Linked DNA regions of Triticum aestivum: region 1 is linked to region 2. A link is a contact called in public Hi-C data. All regions are on one chromosome and are shown on one strand. The core of a region is the stretch at or near the end of the contact, and the rest is flanking DNA. Distances in the headings are between cores, read along the strand shown.

The links. Hi-C and Micro-C count contacts between places; a contact is called where the count stands out from the background.
Region 1: a Hi-C map of leaf shows a contact between it and region 2, with 6 times the contacts expected there. The contact joins the promoter of LOC123091716 here to the promoter of LOC123091714 in region 2. A contact is called at or near these places in 2 of 5 Hi-C or Micro-C datasets (both in leaf).

Annotation. Positions count from the first base shown.
Region 1 is chr4B:184,748,302-184,752,985 of IWGSC CS RefSeq v2.1, reverse strand. LOC123091716 (probable staphylococcal-like nuclease CAN2) reads right to left here and starts at 1,907. Exons shown (of 9, transcript XM_044513320.1): 1 at 1,567-1,907; 2 at 881-936; 3 at 1-74. The coding sequence starts at 1,737. It overlaps LOC123091719 (aquaporin SIP1-1), which reads right to left. Exons shown (of 3, transcript XM_044513323.1): 1 at 4,267-4,684; 2 at 3,909-4,181; 3 at 2,643-2,952. The coding sequence starts at 4,572. The coding sequence ends at 2,797.
Region 2 is chr4B:184,366,215-184,371,600 of IWGSC CS RefSeq v2.1, reverse strand. LOC123091714 reads left to right here and starts at 3,577. Exons shown (of 4, transcript XR_006443436.1): 1 at 3,577-4,301.

The DNA.
Region 1 (4,684 bases), core at 658-3,157, 380 kb before region 2:
CTAGTTGTGCAGCCTCTTCCGGTGTTCTCGGTGGGGTTCTCGCATTCTTATATGCCTCCAACATATTCTGGTACCTGTTCTCGTGCAGATTAAAAGATTGCATTAGTTCTATTCAGTGGATATCCAAGTTAGTACCACTATTCTAACTGTTTCTAATAGGTTCTGGTAATTACTACTACCCTTCTTGCTCTCCTCGACATTTTTTCAATGCCTCCTTATTCTAATTCTTCTTTGTGGCAAACTATCACTTATTGACAGTGTTCTCCGTACGGCGCACCTTCTAAGGACAAAGTAAGAACAACTTTATAAAGTTATCAGTGAATAAAAAGGACAAAATGAAGTTTGCATGTCCCCTTCCACTTATCTAATCATAATTTATCAACAATTCGTCCTCAGTCGTCTGAGTAATCTCACAAAACTACACCCATATAAAGGGGAAAATAAGTCACTCCCTCCTATTCATATTAATTGTCGCTGATTTAATAAGAAACTTTTGGATTTCTCAATGCTGAAAACTGGGTAGACCTCACCAAGACACCAATCTGCTTGTAATTTGTTCTGCTTTGTCTATCTCATCATTACAAATCACATGTGTAGATAGGTATGGATCACCCTATATTTGTAAGAGAAGTCAAAAAGGCATTTGGTAGGTCCTATGAAGCAATTTATTTTCATTCTGAGAACGACCCAGCTTAAAATCCAAGTCAGTGCGTGTCCTTCTGATTTTGTTAACAGCCATAGGCCTTAAATATATACCAGCCTAGAGGAACCAGACAAACTTTGCTATCAATAACTCGATGGACAAGAGGTATAAGCAAATGTATTAATAATTGAGGGAAAATACTATCAAGTGTGAGGGCCTTTTGGAGCTGCTGCGTACCATTTAATCTGTGCTTTCTTGGACGCCGTAACATGCTGCCTGAGCCCTTCAGGAACCTAATAATATGACAAACAAATTAGTCTTCACACATGTCGCGTCATAGGAAAACAAGTGGCATAAATTGGAGCAAAAGGGATGATTAAACTTGTCGTATGTGTTATCAGTTGTGAAGCATCTGCAAGTTTTCATACAAATGCTAGTTGCCGCAATGTGGCATGCTTAAATTTCGATATTATTAATGAACATGTTCATCCAAAAGTTGGACACAAAATAAGTTGGTTTGTGAAATTTGTATGAAGTGGGTAAACCACATAGAAAAGGTTGCCATTATGGCTTTAACCTTTGATTCTAGGAGTGCAGATGTTTATCTTCATCCCATTTCTATGAAGGAAGAAGCTTCAAATCGTACTAGAAAACTAGACAGAAAAGGTGATTCTCATCCCAATTTACACATGCACAGAAAAAGCACGCCAATGAAAAGAAAAGAAATGTATCCTCATCGTTATGAATCTGCATAATCTGTGACCATTGCATGAAGACTTGTAATACAGTAAAGTTCAAGCTGAAAGCTGAAAGCTGAAACACATAGTACTGTACTTGAGTGGCGAGGGAGACTTAATCTGACTTGACAAGGCATTTGCATGAACAAGATGAACACGGAGAGTGGTGGGTAGGGTTCCAGTTACCATGGACGCGCTCTCAAAGTTGAGGAGGTCGTGCGCCAGGGAGGCGACGCCATGGCCATCAGCTTGCTGCTGCTGCTGGGGGTAGTGGGGCCTGGAGCCTGGACGGTAGTAGGGGTAGTGGTCTTCTTCTTCTTCGTCGTCTCCCCTGAAGCACTTCAGGATGTTCCCCATGGATTCCTCCTCCTCCGTCTTCTAGCTCTAGCTCTCTGCTGCTTCTCTTCTCTCTTGTCAAAATGTCAAGTGTGATGATGGCAGAGAGAGAGAGAGATTCTAGCCCATGGAGCGTAGCGAAGAGTAAAGGAAGGAAAAGAGTGAAGTGTGATGTGATGTGACGGTGGGGTCTGCCCAACCCGCTCGCTGCTGGAAAAGAAAAAACAGAGGAGAGTAGACTAGACTTGCAGCAGGAGACCAGACCTTCGTTCAGAGAGCCAATAAATAAACAAGAACAAAACATTGACTTGGGTTTACCGGTTGAATAAAACCAGTACCGGTTTCATTGCTTTTTAGATATTCCCCATGCTGAAGAAATTATCAAAATTTCTTTTTGCCAAGTCATAGCCCAAGATTTCCAAATATTCCCTCAAAAAGGTTCCATTCCGTCAGACGGAATTTCTCCATGTTTGTTCTTGCTCACGATTTTAGAGGATTTGGAATTATCAAATTTGATGTTTTTCGCCTTCTTTTCCATCAATGCTTCTACACCTTGGACCCAAAACAATGAATTTTTTCTTTTCTTTTGCGGTGACCAGAACAATAAAGTTGAATTGTAAAGCAAATCAGGATACGCGGAGCTCAATTTGACAGCAAAACAAAAGCAAAAATTGTCTTTTGGGTAAATAGAGTATGCCAAATCATCAGCAACGATCGCTTTCGAGTTTTGAGAGGCATGGCAGGTTCACTTCCTTGTCATGAATCATGATCCAACTCAGGTCCGCCTCTAGAGAAAAAAGGTCCTCAAAATAAACCAAGCTCAGCATTTGCATGAATTATTTCCCGCCTATCACCTCTTTATCTAATAACCGCTCTATAAAATCAATTTTACAAACTCTAAAAAAAGATAAATATAAAGCACATGGTAAACATGAATGACTGATAAATTATCACTTTTAAGTTAAACATCGATGTAATGTTGAGGGGATTAAATACAGGCCTTCCAAATTATTCCCTAGCAAACCATGTTCCCTTCTTCAGGTCCCCCAATTGCTAAGTCAAAGTTTGTGCTTGAGTTCATCATGCTTTCTTGGTCTTGGGCTTAGGGGCCGGTGGCGGGAACACGGCCCTGAAGGTCCACGCAGCGAGAATGGCACCGATGAAGGGGCATATCCAGTACACGTACAGCTGCTCCCAGGTGTTGTGCAGATTGTTAACATACGCCCAACCAAAGGCCTGTACATGGTAGTTCGACGGAATCAGTTAACAGGAAACCATGTGAAGAATTCCAAGTGAGCATCAACTTAACTAATCACATCAGATTATATATATTAGTCTGTTAGATGAGCAATGGCATATAGCAGCATAAATATATTTCAGTACTAAAGCATCGTCCAGTCCACTGTTAAGATCTGACATCTGCCAAGTCTTGGAGGTGCATAAGATAACTTTTCCCTGAGTAACAAATTGAAAGAAGCACACAATAGCAAACTTCCCCATGGCATCATAAAGACTTGTTCCTGTTACCAGTAAAATGCAATCCAGTGAACATTAACTACTGAACATTTCTCTTCTACTCCCTCGGTCCCATAATATAAGAGCGAGGGAGTAACATGGAAATGACGACTTGCTTCAAACGAGTCTCAAGAATATCACTAGTGACGTGTCCAGTGTGTTCATTCCATGAATGGGGTCAAAAATAAATAAAAATTCATTGATCGTTTTAGGTCTACAAACGAGTCTTCAGAATATCACTAGTGATGTATCCAGTGGATGTTCCTTGCATATTTGTCTCATTTACCCCTCCCTAAATTTCCAACACTATATAACGGTATTATCATTTCCAACCCCCATCCAGTTATTTATGGCTCGGTAATGTACAGATTACTAGATTACAGTTGCCTACAAAGCATCCAAGTTGGTTAACTGGAAGGGCCTACTGTTTGCATGATCGTGTTCCCAATAAGCAGAATAATTATGCGTTCAGAACTATATAGGATTTGACATGCCAAAATGGAGACATTTGCTTCACTAAACCAGTCAGTAGTCCGTCAATATATTAAAAAGAAAAAAAATCAGCCTGGCCATTCGAATTGAGCTCAGTTCAGTATCCGGGGTTGCAGTTACATGGATAAGATTGGCAGTCAAATGAAAGGAAAGAAAAAAGGAGCAAGTGAGTGAGAGTAGCGTACGTTGGCAGGGTTCATGGAGGGGCCGGTGTACGCGGCGCCGGTGAGGACGAGGCTGACGGTGGAGACTGAGAGCATCGCTGTCTTGACGATGGGGTTGCGGGGTCCCTTGACGATGATGCAGAGGACGGCAAAGGTGATGACGAAGGTGAGCACCCCTTCAGCGACGGCGCCGGTGTGGGGATCCACCTTGAGCGAGGGTCCGCCGAGCATGTGCTTGTACTGCTCCGGCATCAGCTCGGAGATGGCCAGAGCTCCGCCCACGGCTCCGGCGGCCTAGCAAGACAGATTCAGATTTGCGGTGCTAATTGGTCTGATTTAGTTTGGCGAGAGAGGAACAAGTGTGAAATCAGTGACAGACCTGCGCTGGTAGGCGGAGCGCGATGGAGAATAGCGAGGGGCTGGTGAGGCCCGCGGCGTAGAAGGCGGCGACGCCGGTGGGGTTGAAGCTGGCGCCGCCGAGGGCGTCGCAGAGGAGGTTGAAGGCGAAGAGGAGGAGGGCGAGGATGGAGACGGTGACGAGGAGGGCGTAGTGGATCCCCTCGTGCAGGCTGAGGTAGGTGGTGACGGCGGCCGTGGAGGCGCCGAGCGTGGAGACGCAGAGCACCCAGAGGAAGGTCACGACGCCGTCCGCCGCCGCCTCCCGCACAGCCGTTCCCATCGCCATCCGAGCGTTCCTTCCGTGCTTGCTTCCCTCACTCCGTCGTCGCTGCTGGCAGTGATTGGTGGGTTGGGTTGGGTGTATGTATGGGTCTGGCTTGGCACACAGCACAAGAGAA
Region 2 (5,386 bases), core at 2,328-4,827:
CTGCCTACACAGTGAGGAACATGATAGCCCTTAGGAATTCGAACCTCAAATCCGACCGTTGTTGTGCCACGCGCCATCTGTCCAAAGTATCCTACCACCTAACGGTCATATCATTGAAGGCATTTATGTCTTATCATGTCGGGTTGCTCCCTAGGCTATAAATAGCCGCCCCCTACAACCACTAGCTAGTTGGCTGCTCTAAGAGAAACTGACACTTGTCATTTGAGAGTATCCCCTCCGAGGACTTTGAGCGAAAATCATCAAGTGAGGAAAACCCAAATCCCAAACCCAAACCTACTAACCCAAAGTGATTGAGCATCACTGAAGAGATTGTTCCTGTGTGGAACCGACGCTTGTTACCTTTGAGGATTATGTATCCTCCAAACGGTTAGGCGTCATGGTCTGAGTATCCAAGAGGAATTGTGGATCACCGAGTGACCGAGTCTATGAAGGTTTGGAAGTCACCTGTGAAGACTTACCACTACTGTTGGGCGAGGTCTCTGTGATCTTAGCTAAAGGAGAATACGGTGAGGACTGTGTGTCCGGGACTGTGTGTCCTCGAGTTTAAATACTCAGTCGCTCCAACCAGACATACAATTGTCACAGCAGTTGGAACTGGTCTACCAAATCATTGTCTTCACAAAGCCTACTGGTTCTATTTTCTCAACCCTTTCATTTCCTCAGTTATGTGTTGATGAACCTGATCATTACTATTTGAAGACTTTGACTGAAGACTCTCTCTAATTCCTCAATCCTATTTCTTCAGTCAGTTTGTCTTCATCCTGCTTATCCTGTGTTTATGCTTTCTGTACTCTGCGTTTGTCTTTCATTTCATCATGATGACTATGTTGTTGCTCTGTTATGCTTATACATGAGTACTTATTCCGCTACAAGTAGTTCTTTGCTTAGGAATTTCCTCACCCTGAAATTCCTCAGTGAAGAATTCATAAAAATCGTCTATTCACCCCCCCTCTAGTCGACATAACGCACTTTCACAACTTGCCTTTGTTCTTCCCGCCCTCCCACCCCTTTTCTTCCGAAGTCTACATGTCTATTCGAGCATCAATTTCATTCGTGCGGAGCCTCTTCAGTCTTTCCTCAGTCATTCAACCAGTGAATTCAAGTCAAGTTCATCATTGATTCGTCTTGTTTTCTTTTCCAGTGGACTTAATTCAAGTATTCAGTGTTGATCATATTCTTTCCCTCGGCTCAAATGTTTCCCCTTGCTCGTTCGCCTCATGCCAGTTTATCCTTCCAGAGTGCTCAAGACATCTCAGAAGATTCATGTTTGCCTTCAATTAATTCGAGGTTGTCACCTCATTCGAGTCTTTCTATTGTTTCAGTGCATCAGTTCTCATTCAACAATCCCTTCCAACGGTATTTCTTTTCAGTGGGCCCTAACCCACAGGTCTTTTCCCAGGATCTTACCTGACTTCTAATTCTTCCGGAGTTATTCTCAAATTCTTTTCAAAATGTGATGTAAGAATGGATTCCATCAGTCATATGCCTTCTCCAAGATCGCTTTCAAATCATTTTCATTTTTTGATCAACCTTTACTCTTTTCATTCTTCCGGAGTGTCGCAACAATTTGGTGGTGTTTCTCGTCGTCATTCTCTACATTTGAAGACCGAAGAAGAGTTTTCCTCTGAATCTTATCTGTTCTCCCGAAGATTCATGGTTCTAGTTTCTTGCTATCCTCTCAAATTTTTTCCAATCATGCAATTCTTTTCATACCCATCCGGAGCATTTCAGGAGTTCCCTCTCGATCATCCGGAGGCCACCATTTCAGAAGAATTCTTCACTCTCAACTTTCAGTTCTCGTTCTCCAATTCTTCTGGTGCTTTGATCAGGTAGTCTTTAGTCAACTCGTGATCTCTTCGTTCTTTGGTTTCTGTATTCCCTCAAGCATATTTGTTCTTCTAATTCTTCCCGATGATTTATCCTATTTTCTTCATTCTTTTCCAAATTCTTACGGCGGTTTGTTCAGCATTCCTCTTCCTTTGTTGTCATATCAATTCATTCATTCTTTCCAATCCTACTCGTGGTTCGTTGAAGACCTTCCTCAAGGTTGTGCCATATCCCCCTTAATCCTTTTCCAATAAGAATAAGTAGTATGCAAAATCCATTGCTTGTCATAAATTTAATTTCATGAAGGATAAGCATACAATAAATCTTATTCTTTTCTCGAAGTGATTAATCCCTTCCTTCGCAGTTTGTTCATGATGAATAAATTCTAGTCCCAAGTGTTTTCGTGTTTTCGTGTTTTCTTTTCCAGAGTTCAAGTTTCCTCGGCCATCTCGTCGGAACCTCCATCTAAATCACTGCAAGGCTTTAATCCTATTCTTTTCATCCTTTGTTCCTTTCTCAGCATCCTTTTGTTACCGGAGTTTGTCATGGTGGTTCATCAGGATTTAATTCATTCTTCAAATGTTCATCAAGATTCTTGTTGGAGGAGTCCAAGTATCTTTTCTTCTCGCGTCTCGAAGTGCAATTAATTCTCCGTATTCTTTTGAAGTGGAGTTTTGCATTTCTTCCTTCTTCTCAGCTACTCAAGCATTTGGTTGTGGCATAATTTCACCTCAAGTTTTGAGATGTTTTTCCATAAGTCCACAACAAGCTTATTCTTTTGTTGTTGATTTTCTCAACAACTCCATTCAATCCTTCCTTCTAAGATGCCATCAAATTCATTCGTGGTGGAAGTTGTTCTTCTCTTATCCATTCTTTTCATTTCACTATTTCAAATCTTTCGGAGTGAGGCCGAAATTCTTCCGTTCTTATTATTTTTCTACCTTGTCTAACCGGAGTGGTTTCAGAGTCTATCTTAATCCTTGAGATTTTGATTCTCGTCATAATCGTTGTTCCTCTTCTCTACCCGAGTGATCTCGACCTTGTTCATCTTCTCTCTTTGAGCTCTTGCTTCACCTCATCCTCTTTGTCTTCCGTCTCGTTCCTAAGATCTCGGGACGAGATCCTCTGTTAGTGGAGGAGAGTTGTAATGCCTCGAGACCGATGCGCCAGGTGTCATCCAGTTTTCGCCGTCGTTCCCATGTCATTCTCTTGCGTGTTGCATCTTGCCATGTCATCATGTGCATTTCATCTACATGTTTTTCAAAACTTGCATCCATTCGGGTCCTCCCAGTTCTCTCCGTTGTCCGTTCGGAGTCCAAACACACACGCACGCGCCCGCGGCAGCTCTGAAATATTATTTTATAAGTGGCTGAAAAATATTCTCTGAATGGGGTGGAAGTTGGCGTGCGGTCTTATTATAGTGCATGTAGACCGCCAGTCAAATTTCGTCACATTCGGAATCCGTTTGATAGCCCAACCGTTAAACATACAGCCGCAATATAGCCAGTATAAACGTCGGATGTTTTCGGTCTCCGAAAACCATTGTCGGGCTGCAATTCATCTCTCTCCCCTCAGCCCAACCCCTCTTCACAGCCCATCTAGCCCCCCTACACTACCCCTCCGCTCCGGACCGTCCGATGGCGATCGTACGGTCCGAAAACGGACTAAAACCCCCGGCCCTAGCCCCCTTTTCCTATTTAAACCCCCTCCCCTTGCCATTTTGGGCGTCCCTAGCCTAACCCTAGTTCCCCCTAACCTCCATACGCCTTCCTCCTCGGAATCCACGCCGATCCACCCCGCCTCTGACACTTGGTGCTGCCTGAGCGGCCAGCAACGCCGCAGCCGCCGCCCTCCTCCAACCGGGTGCTGCCACGTGGCCTCCCTGCCTCTCCCTTCGCCGCGGCCCGTGCAAGCCCATCGGGGCCCGACCGCGTCGCTGCCCGCATGATGCCTCGCTCCCGAGTTCCAGATCGGGAGAGGAGCTCCCGATCCAGAGCCCCGCCGCCAGTGACCGGAACTCGCCGTAGATGGGTGCTCGGTCGCCCCTGCTCCTCCTTCCCTCCTCTGCCTCGCCTTCCATCTCCCTCTCACTCAAGGTCTTGCTTCCTCCCGTCCTCGCAGGGAACCGCCGCCACCGCCTTGGTCTTCCCCGACCGCGCCGCCATGGATGCCCGTCTCCGCCTCTGGTTGGATCCGGCCGAGAACGGAGCCCCGCCGACCTCCCGTGGCCAGATCCGCCTGCTCCCGAACCCGCCGACCTCTCCCCGTTGCCAGCGTCGTGTCGCCCTCGCCGGACGCCGCCGTTGTCCTGCTTCGAGGAGGAGCACGCCCCACTCAACCCTCTGCGTCGTTGACCGTGCCGCCAGGTGGGCCTCGCCCGCGGCCCAGCAGACCCACCCGTCCGCATCGGGCCTCCCTCAGCCTGCTTCCTCGTCATGGGCCGAGCCAACATGGTGAGCGCCCGCCAAATCCCGCACGTGCGCTTTTTAGCTAAATCGCGCTCATCCTCTGGGTTTTTTTTCGAAATACTAGATGACCAGTTGCGCCAAATGGCGCAAAGACCCGTTTAAAAGCATGTTCGTGTTGAAAATATTTGCATTTTTTCAATAACTGTATATTTAAGTACATTTGGTAAGAACTTATACCCCTGTATATACAGAAAATTAAATGCAAATATTTTCTTAAGGTAATAATGCCACAAATTAGATCATCGATAGGTCAAGATAGTTGAGTCTACAATTAGGAGGCTGCAGGCAGTGTAATCCGAGCAGAAAGCAAATCGTTGGCCTAGGAAAAGAAAGGAATAGTCAGGAAAAAAATATAACTTCTACTTACTGCAATGGAAAAGAAGGAAACTATTGTTAGTATAACATCAGTATATAGGTTATTAGTACATAGGTGTTTTTGCATTATCCAAAAAATCTAATAAACAACAGCAAAATGATCTTCCTAGCCTCTGTAACACATGCCTCGACCTTATGAGGCATCACACGAGACCAAGTCTCTATAACTAAAACAGAAACACACATCATAGTCCTTCCCAAGGTTTCTAATTATTCAACTGCGATGATCCAATCAGATTCATATGCCACGACCAAACAGAGCAAGCACATAGTATGTTACTTGGTCCTTGTTAACTTCAAGCAGTTTAAATCAAATACCTATTACTTTTTTTCCACTATCCACCGTGGAGCAAAAGCCCCATGGTCCTTTATTTCAATCGAAGCAAATATATACAGACAGAGAATAACAGTCCAAGAGGAAGGAAAGAAAGAGAAAAGAAAATGTACCTAAGAGAGCACATCCAAAAACCTAACGGAGGCTCTGGATCCAAAATGCATGAACTGAGAAGTAGGTGATCTAAAATGCATTTGTGTAAACTAAGCCAACAATAATAACACATTAGATTTTAATCTGGATCCTTCATGTAAAGAAATAAGATGAAAAGAATCAAGAATTTCTCAATTTATTCAACAAAGAGAGTGAAAGTGAAACATAGCAGGCACACCAAATAAATGTGGGCACATATAGAAACATT